Regions from separate parts of the Mus musculus genome. Here region 2 is linked to region 1. A link is a contact called in public Hi-C data. All regions are on one chromosome and are shown on one strand. Each heading gives the region's core, a stretch centred on a gene start, on an enhancer-like site or on the middle of the called end of the contact. The rest is flanking DNA. Distances are from core to core; before and after follow the strand shown.

Region 1 (3,444 bases), core at 903-3,402:
TCCAGAAGGGGCATGTAGACAAGGGTATTGAGAAGTCTTTTTTCATTCCAGCAAATTGGATATTTCCTAGATTCAAGTTAAAATACAAAAAGCAGGGGGGAGACTCAGAAAGCAAGAACCAAGTGACCCACAACAATGAAGTTTTAGAAGTATCTTAAAAATAAGTCATGCTAATTTAATGTAACAATATTATGCTTTTGGAGCTAAGAGCCATAACATATGGCAATGAGAAACTTGTTGCCAAAGGAAACTAGAAAAAGCCTGTCCATTCACTAAATTATCACTAGAGGGGGTGGTTGCATGCAGATAAGGTTCAGGTCCTGGGCCATTATCACACCCTTTTGCAGTGAAAACTTCCCACCTCCATTAGCAGTAACAGTTTCTTGTTGTTGTTGTTGTCGCTATGGGAATCGCCTACCAAGGAGTAAATATGTCTACAATAGCCGTAGACACTTTTATTTCTCATCCTTTTTTAGTGCGTGGCAGCCTCAGAGCAGTCCATCTGCAGCTTGATGCTGCTCACTGGCCTGTTAAGTCTGGGGAGCACAAGTCATCTATTATTGCTCAATGGTAACACTGCACACAGCTCTGTTCACACACTGTGGTGCATTGTAAGCTCTCTTCTCTATGGAGAGAGAGAAAGTTGGAAAAAAGAAACTGGTTTGCCCCTCCCCCTCCCCCTCCCCCTAGCTGGGTCCCCTCTCTAACAACAGCTGAATCATTAAATGTGGATAACTCATGAATCTTTCTTTATCAGTCTAGTAGACACTCATGCTTAAGTGTTGAGAATACCAATTTAATTGGGTGTAAATGGCACTGACAAAAAGAATCATTAGATTTACTGTTTGGAGCTCAAAGGTAACTGTGTGAGTTACCTGCCACATGATTAAATTAATTGGGCTTTCTAAAAGGTATAAGTTTAAATAAAAACTATGATTGAACTTCAGGGTCAGTGGCATAAATTAAAGTGTATCCAGACTGTTTAGTTTGTCCAAGAGAGAACTCTAAGTTAGCTCTTCCTATCCAGGGAAGTTAATTGAGCAGAGAATAGGGCGATTATTACTAGTTGCAAGTAATTTCATGTCCTCTCTTACTACTGTAGTTGAGTATGTAATTAACTACGCAGTTTAACAGCTCCTGGGCTGTGGTTAGTTGCTCAGTGGTAAGGCACTTGCTTAACTTGTGGAGTGCTTTCTAGCACTGAAACAAAGAAAGAACTAACTACAGGAAAAATTTCAGAGATCTCCTCTGTATTGAGATGTCGACAATCAAGGGAGCATTAACACCTTGAAACCTGGTCCTAGTCCAGTGGGAAACTAAAAGAGTGGAGACAACAGCAGAGATACCTAAGTCCATCACCTCTCTGGCCTATCAGCCTCTTCTCAGACTCAATGAAGGAGGGATACTCTTTCCCACAGAACTGGTAGGGGAAGGACCAAAACTTGAGACATGATTCTTTGAGGTCAGACCCAAGTCAGTTGACTCATCATATATCTTTGAATGTATTCACATAATAGACATTCAATATATTTGTGTTCTGTAAATGAGACTATAAATGAATGGATGGCAGAATAATGTCCTGGGAGATAAAATCTGAGGATTCTTAGTTAATATGTTCAAAGGGAAAGACACTGAGTACTTACTGAATCTTAGAGCAGTGTACCTGGATGAAAAATAACACTCATACTTTAACTTAAGCTTCCAGGTTTTATCCTTTGTTGAACTACACTTTGATTTATCACTCTAGACATCAGTATATTTAAATAATAAAGCAAATAAATACTCATCTGTAGGGCAGCAAGAAAATAATGTGTAAATCATTCGGAAGTAAAGAAATGAAATAACTGGCTATGGAACCTCTCTGGGAGTTGACATCTTTGTGGAGAATTGTTAGCCTTTCCTTGAAACATACATTTGGGTTCCTGGCATCAAGGAAGTTTTGTAATTTCTCCAGAGGACATTTCCTTGGGAATTTCAAAGATGCAAAACTCCAAATGGTGTAGGGGTGCTTGAGTTGTGAGGCATCCCAACGCAAGCATCAGCAGTGCTGCTAAGATGATGTTGGTCAGTCTTGGCTTCTTGTCACTGGGGCCTCAGGGTGTCTACTTAACTGGAAACACATTCTGCAGTTACAGCCAAGAGGGGCGACCTTTCCCCAAATGGTTCTTGTTTTGTGATTCAGCATGTGAGTCATTTGGTTAATAACAATTTCCTGTCTGTCCCAGACACCCCTTGGGAAAATTGGATCTTCTGATTTGGAGAGAAATCCTTGGCCCAGTTTTTAAGGGCATTGTGAGATTGTCAGTGAAGTGAAGGCTCTAGGGACTTTCTGTATTTTACTGGGCTGCACAGGAGTGGGGGAATTACAATAAGACAGCAGACTGCAACACCACATTACCTTCTACTTATCGCTATAAAAGACCGTTTGAAAGTATGGGCAGAGTGTCATGGTACTCCACTATTGAATGGTTACAAAGGTTACAACTGAATTTTCATTGTGATACTGTCAAGAACTCCCTCACTCTTTGCTGCCTCTCACCTTTTTATTTATTTTTTTAATATCTGTCATTCTTGATTCTTCTTCCTTCTACCATGGCATGACATAAGCTGGAAGGGTTTTTTTTTTTGTTTGTTTGTTTGTTTGTTTGTTTGCCAGGTGCCTATTCTTAATCTTTTGACATGCTAACTATCAGAACTTTAAAAATAAAGTTTTGTTCAATATAAATTAGTGAGTCTCAGGTAGACTGAGGAAATGACTCAGAAATAAAATCTATCCACTCATTCTTGCTACATACGATAAACTTTGATTTACTCTCAGCATTTACCCTATGCCACTCTTGTGTATTAAACACATGATTGAGGGAGAATGGATTTGCTAACAATCCTGGGTTGAGAATCACAGTATTAGCTAATTCTCATCTACATACATCCTCAGGTTAGGGCTGGGCACTTCAATTAGGCTTAAGTTGATATGTATAAAATACTTTCTTGGTTATGCCTACTTAGGTCAATCTTAGCAGAATAAAGGTAGGAATACTGTTAGTTCAGTTGGGAGAAAAATGGCATTTTTTTCCTGCATACAGAGTGGACTACTTTTATAGCTCTGTAAATTATAACCTGCCATACTGTGATCACTTAGGGAAGTTAGTCTAGTGTTAAAGCTGGCATGTCTGAGGAAGCAATGGGCTGGAAAGAAATGGCTACCATCTATTTCTGAGCGAAAACAAAGGTCTTTCTTTCACCACACACATTTACGTTTTACTGTTTGACACAGTTTGAGTTGGGTTTTGTATTATGTCTGATAAAAAATAATTTAAAAATGTAACTTATCATTCAATTGTGTATTTTTTTAAAAGTACTTGTCTTACACATAGGCATAAATATGAAGCATAGTACAATATAACAAAAATCGAAACTTATATGGCAAGTACATTTATGTTATAA
Region 2 (3,107 bases), core at 606-3,105, 270 kb after region 1:
TTAATGGTTTTGAAACCAGAGCCTTACCCTGGACTATCTTCATGGGCTCAGTGCTGTCAATGGAGTTCTAACAAAAGGAACAATAGGGCCTCAAAGAATAAAAGTCGATGTGTGAAAAAAAAGTTGGAGAGTTGTGAAGAAGAGATAACACACCAACGAGTGTAGCCAGCCTTTAGTCTCAGTCTTCCTAATGATGCAACCCTTTAATACAGCATCTCACAGCTAAATGCCTGCACTTCTAGCCCCAGGGGTTATGATATCCTCTTCTAACTTCCCCAGCCACCCACAAACATGGCATACATTCACACATCCATATCCACATCTACATATGCATCCACATCACATACGCACATGCATACACATGTGCATAAATTAAGATTCAAATTAATCTTTACAAAAGCTGAGGACATGAAGCAGATCCTGTCTTTGTCTCTGCCTCCACCAAGTTCTTTGAGGGAAAAAAAATGAGTAGTTATGTGTCTATATCCATGGGTCTCTAGTCTATAAATTTCTTATAAGATACTAGATTTGTGTGTGAGAGCAATGCTATGAAGAAATGGTGTTAATACTTCTCAGTCAAATTTGAAGAGCATAATAAATATACTTCAAGCTTCTTTGTGTGATTTGCTTTCTAATTTGGTTGTTTTTTTTTTTTTTTATTTGGGGGAGTTTTTTTCATTTTCTTTATTTAATTTACATTTTTTAAAAAATGTTAGTTTTATAGGGAAACTGGACACGCAAAAAGAGAGTCCTATGTACTCTCATATCAAGTTCATCCTAACATCTTGAATCATGCTTGTATAATATATTGAGTACAATTGGAAAGAAGAATGAGCTAATATTGACACACTACTACTAATTAAAGAACACAGCTTATTCTAACTCTTGCTTATTCTAATTATTACTAAGGTTGCAGATGAAAACAGTAATTGAGCATGGACTCATGTGGACCATCCAAAGCCAGGAATGTGTTTGGCAGCTTAACTGCATCTGAAGCCCAGTCTTTCCACTCTGAGCCACCACAAGACAGTTCTCACAGTGTCTCCAAGGTTAAGTAGGATGAAAAAAATTAATTTTATTCCCCAAATTTGCCATCATTTTCCTCTTAATCTGAGGGTAGACTTTTTTTTTCTGACTTGAAGGGAAATTATTTAAAACATTCATGTCACACGACGTTCAGAAATAGGCCAGGCAGTTGATACGAGGCCAGCATATTGGTCACTACATCCTGAATGTAAGAATAGTTCTGTACAGATGCTTGACTGTACATCATCAACCCCCAGACTTCCCATGTGAAACCCTTCCAGCAAGGGCTACCTTCTACCCAGAGCAAAAAAAAAAAAAAAAAAAGTGGCTACAGATTTCATCCCTAAAAGGGAGTCAGAGGAAGTGAGTTTGAGAATTCGTTACTTTCAAAAGCACAGTGCCAAGGCATAAAGCAAACAAGAAAATTTCTAAAAGCAAATCCCATCCAGCTACAGTTTGGAAACCCTGCCCTGAAGAACGGAAACTTTGCTGGTAAACTGGTAAATGGTTCAGGACAGCTGGACCAAAGGCGTTTTTTGTAGTCTGGGAAGTCCCTGCTTACTGTCGGGTTATACTCATCATGGGTGAGACCCCTCCAGGCAAGGATATGATTCTGCATTCCAGCAAGTGGCCTGGGAGACCCTGTAAGCAAGAGAACATGGAATAATCTAACCTACAAAGAAAGGGGCTTTCCATGGATTTCCCAAGAATATGCATTTATCTGAAAAGGAAAGTAGGAGAGAAAGCCTTGCTAGTCAAACAGAAAGCAGGTCTGTCCTCTGCACAGTGCGGCCACTGTTCCGTCTTCATTCTCATGGGAGAGACACCCATGACGCATACTGAAACTCACTATTGGATTCTCATTTGAGATGCATAGCCTACCCGATGAAATGGGCACTTAATAACCCTCTGTCTGAAAGAAAACAATTGAGTTAGTTGCTAGCCAAACATTTCTGTCACTTACCCTGATCAAACATCCACGAGGAAAGAGACTTCTTGGTTTTTTGGTTTTTTTTTTTTTTTTTTTCCCACAGAGTAGCTCTTTCCTGTCCTTTTGCATTTGCTGAGCTGCTCATTATGTCTAAAGCCTGTTTATCTCTGCTGAATGTTTAATCATCAGGCCAGATGACAAAGACAGTGCTGGAGCTGACACTGGTGAGTGGCATAAAATATGTGCCATGTGGTGGTAGTCTGCCTGGCATTGCCCCAAGAGCATCACATGGGTCATTTTGTCGGCTCCTAAAACCAAATTATGGTATAAATGCCCTAATTTGCCTCATTTTACAGATAATAAGAGTAAGGGTCAAAGGGATATTTTATATGTTAAATAAGTGCAAAACAGTGCTGTACACAGAAACTTGAAAGAACAACGTGAGGATATATGTGATGGTTCAGGTGATAACCACAAGCCTAATTTGAGCTCCATTCTTAGATCCTACAGTGGAAGGACATACCTGACTCCAAAACATTTTTTTCTCACCTCCATATGCACACTATGTCATGTATACACCTGCACTTACACACACACACACACACACACACACACACACACACGAGAGGAGTCTTTTTTCAGCTGATGATTAACACGGAGATCCACATTTGGTCAAGATGTAGAGAATAAGATAGTGTAGAATGTTCTGCCATGAAGTGGATATCTGTATGACACTCCTTTACCCTAGGCTCCTCAATTATCATGGTAGATGGGGCAGAAAGATTGTATGAGCCAGTGTTATTGGATGATTCAACAAAGTGTCATCTTCCAGACACAGGCAACAGGACAGCTGCATGCATGAACTCACAATGATTGTGATTACGTGCTCAAGATGTGAACAAGATCAACCTAGACAACAATTCAAGCATGGAGTAGAAGGAGATCATTGAGTCCCAACCCTGATTGAGGAGACATTGGAAATTATTGACTGCTCTGACAGGGAGAATCTTTTTTATTTTTATTTTTTTATTTTTAAGGATCTGGACTGAGAGGCTACTCATGTTTCATTAGATAAGTTTAAATTCTGGCACTTAATGGCAGCACTAGGGAGATAGATAGATAGATAGATAGATAGATAGATAGATAGATA

The links. A called contact is a pair of places that touch in the nucleus more often than the background predicts.
Region 2: a Hi-C map of the N1E-115 cell line shows a contact between it and region 1, with 3 times the contacts expected there. The contact joins two enhancer-like sites. A contact is called at or near these places in 4 of 484 Hi-C or Micro-C datasets (the 3T3-L1 cell line, the N1E-115 cell line, cortical neurons and 1 more) and 2 of 115 datasets of contacts at active chromatin or transcription factors (embryonic stem cells and fibro-adipogenic progenitors).

Annotation. Positions count from the first base shown.
Region 1 is chr15:56,344,164-56,347,607 of GRCm38.p6, forward strand. No RefSeq gene overlaps it. Among named protein-coding and RNA genes, the nearest start is that of Gm41326, 64 kb to the right of the region's middle. Within about 2 kb of position 2,153, at least 13 of the 459 cell types and tissues checked have an H3K27ac peak or open chromatin away from gene starts, as enhancers often do. A contact at or near this core is called in the N1E-115 cell line, where this site is marked.
Region 2 is chr15:56,614,581-56,617,687 of GRCm38.p6, forward strand. No RefSeq gene overlaps it. Among named protein-coding and RNA genes, the nearest start is that of Has2os, 74 kb to the right of the region's middle. Within about 2 kb of position 1,856, at least 32 of the 459 cell types and tissues checked have an H3K27ac peak or open chromatin away from gene starts, as enhancers often do. A contact at or near this core is called in the N1E-115 cell line, where this site is marked.